Regions from separate parts of the Mus musculus genome. Here region 1 is linked to region 2. A link is a contact called in public Hi-C data. All regions are on one chromosome and are shown on one strand. The core of a region is the stretch at or near the end of the contact, and the rest is flanking DNA. Distances in the headings are between cores, read along the strand shown. Region 1 has its middle 32 kb from the start of Gm34797. Region 2 holds the start of Mark1 (MAP/microtubule affinity regulating kinase 1).

What was found. A called contact is a pair of places that touch in the nucleus more often than the background predicts.
Region 1: a contact with region 2 is called in a Hi-C map of forebrain, with 3 times the contacts expected there. The contact joins the enhancer-like site here to the promoter of Mark1 in region 2. A contact is called at or near these places in 6 of 39 promoter capture datasets (the 3T3-L1 cell line, the HPC-7 cell line, embryonic stem cells and 2 more), 6 of 484 Hi-C or Micro-C datasets (cerebral cortex, cortical neurons, embryonic fibroblasts and 2 more) and 7 of 115 datasets of contacts at active chromatin or transcription factors (embryonic forebrain, embryonic hindbrain, embryonic limb bud and 4 more).

Annotation. Positions count from the first base shown.
Region 1 is chr1:185,149,202-185,151,901 of GRCm38.p6, reverse strand. No RefSeq gene overlaps it. Among named protein-coding and RNA genes, the nearest start is that of Gm34797, 32 kb to the right of the region's middle. Within about 2 kb of position 1,306, at least 17 of the 459 cell types and tissues checked have an H3K27ac peak or open chromatin away from gene starts, as enhancers often do. A contact at or near this core is called in cerebral cortex, cortical neurons and forebrain, where this site is marked.
Region 2 is chr1:184,998,120-185,000,819 of GRCm38.p6, reverse strand. It overlaps Mark1 (MAP/microtubule affinity regulating kinase 1), which reads left to right and starts at 1,271. Exons shown (of 18, transcript NM_145515.2): 1 at 1,271-1,398. The coding sequence starts at 1,348. It overlaps Gm39728 (a long non-coding RNA gene), which reads right to left and starts at 1,254. Exons shown (of 5, transcript XR_865821.3): 1 at 1,067-1,254.

The sequences.
Region 1 (2,700 bases), core at 57-2,556, 150 kb before region 2:
TAGAGGGTAGTGGGGAGGGAGTCCAACACCAATAGTCTCTAATCCTAATCCTGCCAACTAGCAACCTAACAACACACATCGCCGTGTGTCTGTCTGGAACACGCACGCAAATGCTCTGGTGACCATGTTGTCTTAAAACCAGAGCATTGCTTCTGGAAGTCTGATGCTGCTGCCTTTAAATTATTCAGTGAACCTTTTTCCGGTTCACAGGGCTGCAACAGCAGGGAAAGCAGTGGGAAAGAGCCAAGATTTAACAGGCAGAGAAACAGAAAGGGGAAGAGGTGGCAACAGGAAGGCGCTAACAGGGACCTGCTGACCAGGGCCACTGCAGAGCCCGTTCTCCAGTGGGTATTGAGAGACGAGTGTGAAGCATTGGAGTGGCTCTCAGTCAGCGTCATCATTACCACCTTAGGGACATTCATTAACCCGTCTGTTTCCGTGTATATTGCTCGTGGGTTTTTTTCTTTCTAGACTGCTGTTTGAGGACAATAACTTCATTTTGTGTCATTTTAATGTTATTTACCCAGATCTGGCTCTTGATAGAAATCTGACACGTGGGATCTGTTCAGTTTGGTCCCCTTCCCTTTAGCTCTAGCCTAGATCTGTCCCACACATCTGTCACAAAAGAAACCCATCTCTTGACAGTTTAGTTCACCATGACTCATACACTGAAAGGCGGCCTCTCTAGATTGAAAAGAAGGAGTTTCAAAGGGATTAATTGTTCAGTGGCTAAGAAACTTAATCCTTTAAAAGTAACTGAGCTTATAGCACCCTCAAATTTGATTTTTAGCATGGCAGGATGGAGGCTTTCTATGTTCCTCGGGTCAATGGCTGGGGCCCGTGAGTAAAACCAGTACAAGGCAGAGGAGCAACCGAAAACCGAAATCAGTTTGAATCACGTGCATCTATCTACATCGTCACCCACAGAGGAAGCCGTAGCTCAGGAAGCAGCCAGAACCAGGCGTTTACACGTGAAATCTTAGGCTTGATCAGGAAAGGGAGATTTTAATCCTGATGGGAAAGGGACTTCTGAGAAAATACCTAAGAACTGGATGGTGGGCAGGGCAGTCTGGTAAGCCGCAGCCTGCAGATATGGTGCTTTCTCTCATGGTGAGTGACCGCTTTCATCCTTTCCTCTGGGTACAGGAGAGTGTGCCACCTTTACAAGTAGGAATTGCTTTTCTAAGTGGAGATGTCCTTAAAAAGGGAAACTTACATCTATTTCCAGTGCTTTCCCTGGGTCTGCTATTCCTCAACTGCCTTCAGCACAGAATAGGCCATATGCCGAGGAGCCTATTTTGGGGTGGCGTATTCCTGTCTCCACCACCCATCATCCTTCTTTCTATATCGGGATAGACTATTAAAACCATCTGTGCTTCAGTTTACATGGTCAATACATTTGGGAACCGTAATACTTATTTCTGTCAGTCTCTGGTATTGCCAGGATGCTCTGTCTAATGGAATCTGGTGACTGAATATGTATGTCTTACACTGTGTCTTAAAGCGAGAACGTTTATATTCTTTCACGACATTGGGTAGGATCAGAACCCACTGAATACATGTCAGCATCAGTCAACACAAAGATGAAAGAGAAGCAGAGATGTTAGTGGGCTGTGGCGAGCCCAGTGGGATTGCCACGTTGCGTGTCATCTGGGCAGAGGAAGCACTAATGGCCAAAGCTGAATATTTGCTGCTTGCCTCCCTGGTCCCCAGTCCTGCTTTTGTCAAGAGCCCCTGTTCTCCTTTGGGATCGGTTTCTTTTCCATCTTATCCCTTATGGTCCAGATGGGGCTCTTGCTCTGAGGGTGGGAGCTGGATTAAGGCCTAAACCAATTGTCACTGCTTATTTTGTTGGCACAGGGTAGGGCAGAAATCCATACCAGTTGAATGACCATGAATATCTGGACATTTCTTAATAGTTCTGAATAAGAAATGTTTACTGTATTCCCCAGATAAAAACCAGCAAGGAAGGACAGGAACCCCAAATGACAGTTCTGAGAGCATCCGTGCTAGAGGCCACACATGCCAGAGAGCTCTAGACCTTATTCCTCCTCCCCTTATCTCCTAGGTGAACAGCTCTGCCCAGAGATTGGAGGGAGACAGAGGGCGGTGACTGGAGTTGTGAGCTCACCTACTCTACAACTTTATTCCAGTCTCTTCCATAAGTCAGTCCCTTACAATACACCCAGACTGACCCCTCCTGCTGCAGTAGGATCTCTGTATCTTCCCTCCCCTCCCTCCCTCCCTCCCTCCCTCCCTCCCTCCCTCTCTTCCTCTCTTTCTCTCCCTCCTTCCCTTCTCCACTTAGAAATCCATAATAAACTTCTTTCTAAAACTCACCCTCTGTGGTCTGTGAATTTCATTCTTTAAATTTGCAAGACAAGACCCTGAAGGCCACTGGCTTCTGTGGCCTTCAAGTGGTTTTTCTTTCCAGGCCCCTAGCTGTTTAAGTGGAGACAGCAGCCATTGTTCTCAAAGACAACCAATATTCCTGCATCACAAGAAAGATGTTTCCAGAGCAGGTAGCACTATTTTAGGGCTGTAGAGAAAGAGAATCAGAGAAAGGAATCAACACAGAAGCTGACTCATAGGACACATAGAAAGTCAGCCCCAGAAACTAGTTGAATATTCGTGCCTGAACTTTTGAACTTCCCAAGGAAATGAGCTGATAATTTTTTTTTTGATTCAGATTGATTTGAG
Region 2 (2,700 bases), core at 22-2,521:
AATGAGTCAGGATAAAAACCATCTGGCACAGGAATTCTTCCTCAAATGGATGCATTTGGGAAAGAGGAGTTTCCCATCATCCCAAGATTCCCATTTGAGGTTGAAGAAAGAAAAGGAATAGGGAGATGGTAAAGTTTTATCCTAGAGGCCAAGTGTGCAAAATATCAGAGTAAGAATGACAACATTGCATGGGGACAAATATGCCCAGGACCTGGAGTGGCAGGTGGAGGGAAAGGCAAAGCAGCCTTTTGGAAGGAAGAGTTCCAGACAGACCACAGAGACAGCCTTCTTACTCTCTCTGAATAAGTAGCCTAAGTGACACTTCCTTGTATCCCAGGAAGTGACGATCAGCCACTGTAGACATCAAGTCTCACCCACTCCAGGGATGCTGTGGGGTGCGGGGAGCCCTCTTCCACATGCTTTCTGGGCCAGCTCCTTTCATGAGGCTTTTGTGCCTTTTGTCCACGCCTGCCCCTGAACAACACCTCAGGGCAGAAGGATGCTGAAGGAAGGCTCGAAGAAAACCAGGAATTAAACCAGAGGAGAATTTAAGGATGGGCCAAGTGGAGAGTAGGATGGATGGTACCCAATGCTCCCTCCAGTGAAACAAATAAAAAAATACATAAAAAAGGAGGAAGGAGGGGGATCGTTCTCTATTCGCACGAACCCCATGTGTCCCCAGTGCCGGTTTAAAAGCCACACAAGAATCAACATCAAATCGCAGGACGCCCGCCGGAGGTTCTGAGGGGACAGGCTGATCCGCGGGTGGGGCGAGTCACTAATGAAATCCGGCCCGGCGGGCGGAGGCGGCCCCGCATCCCTAATGAGGGAATGAATGGAGAGGCCCCTCGGCTGGCGCCCGCCCACCCGGCGGCGGCCGCCAAGAGCCTCGGGGCGCTGCGTGCCGTGCCGCGCCCGCCGCTCCGCGCGCACCGGCTCCGGCCGCCGAGGGCTCCGGCTGATCGCGGCGGGGACGGCGCGGAGCGGCGCGCGGGCTCGGGGCCGCGGGGCCCGGCGCGGATGCGGCAGCGGCGGCGGCGACGGCGGCGGCGGCGGCGGCGCTCACCTGAGGCGGCGTGCGGGAGGCGCTGTCAGGGCCGCGCTCGCCGGGCGCCGCGCTGAGGCAGCTCCGGGGCGCCCGCTCTCCACTCAGCCCGCCGCGGCCCTCCGCGCCCGACCGGCGTCCCCGCGGCTCGGTCCCCGCGTCCTCGCCCGCCTTCCCGCCCCGCGGCCTGCGGGAGCCGCGCGCTCCCCGGCGCGGCCTGCTCGCGCGCGCCCGCCCTCGCCGAAGCCCTCCGCGGCCCGCGACCCGCCGGACCCCCCGCTCGACCCCGCTGCCCGCGCAAGATGTCGGCGCGGACGCCATTGCCCACGGTGAACGAGCGGGACACGGAGAACGTGAGTCTCCCGAGCCTCCGGCGCGGCTACCTGGGCGAGCCCGGCCTGACCCCCTTCCCCGTCCTTCCCGTCCCTACGCGGGGAGCCCCGGGGCGGCCCTCTGCTCGGAGGGGGTCCTGCCTGAGGGGATGCGGAGGGTGATGGAGGGCAGAGGGTGGGCGTCCAGAGTGGCTTCGTGAGCACCCCAACATTCTGGTCGCGCCCCCAGCCCCCCACTCGAGTGAATGGATGCTTGCTTGGCTGCAGCCCACGAGCCAGCCGAACCTCTTACACCTCGGCTGTCCTGGGATCTTTCAGCCCTTTGCTTTTCTGGATTTTTTTGAGTCCTTTGCAAACATACACCCCACCCCACCCCCGCATTGCCCCATGACTTTGCTTTTTGTAACATCAGGTCCACATTGGGGGGTGGGGGGGGGCACGGGCACCTTAGGGATAAAGAGGGCAGTGAAGTAGAGGGGTGTGTGTGTGTGTGTGACTTTATGTCACTGCAATACTCTCAGTGAAGAGTGGAAGATTTCACTTACAGCTTCTGTAGCCCCAAGGTGAGAAAGAAAAGATTTAAGAACCCCAAGAAGCCAGCTGTCTTCTTCTCTTCCTCAATCCAGTGTTCGTGACTCAGGGACAGGTTTTAAGTACTTCTCCTCAGAGTGTCACAAGGCACATTTCTTTGAAGGCAGGATTTTTCTGTGTCTGATCAAATTGCCCTCAGGAGCTTCTTTGTTTAGTTTGGTTTGGTTTAATTTTTTTTTTTTTTTTTTTTTGTTTTTAAATCAAGATTGAGATGTTCACTCGCCGTATTTGAAGTCTAACAAAACCAAGAGAAAGGCCAATTGTAATTTCATCTTCTGAGACGGACGATTGTGTTTATATGTGTGTGCAGGTTCCTTTGCAGGAAAGGTGGCTTTCTGTCACTGTTGTTTTTAAAATTCTCCGCGACCTGCCAAGGGGCCCGGAGGCTCCAGAGGGTCTGGCCTGATTGCTGACAAGTTTTAAGGAACTAGGGGGTTCTAGGCTTTGCGTGGCCGACCAGAGAGCTCTCTGGGTGTCTACGCCCCTCATCGGTCCTCCAGTGCTTAATGTACCAGTGACTTCATAGGGATTGTAAAGTAAAAATACTCAAGTGCTTTGGTGTTCTGAGACAAAAGATAGGGGAGGAGAGACAGGCAGGCTCGCTTTTCGAAGGGGCAAATGAGGCACAAACATGGGTGTTTTATCTAGAGAGTAGGGTTTGCATGTACTATATTTATTTGAAGGGATAAGAACACAATTCTACAGAGACCATTGTTAGAAGAACTAGGAAAT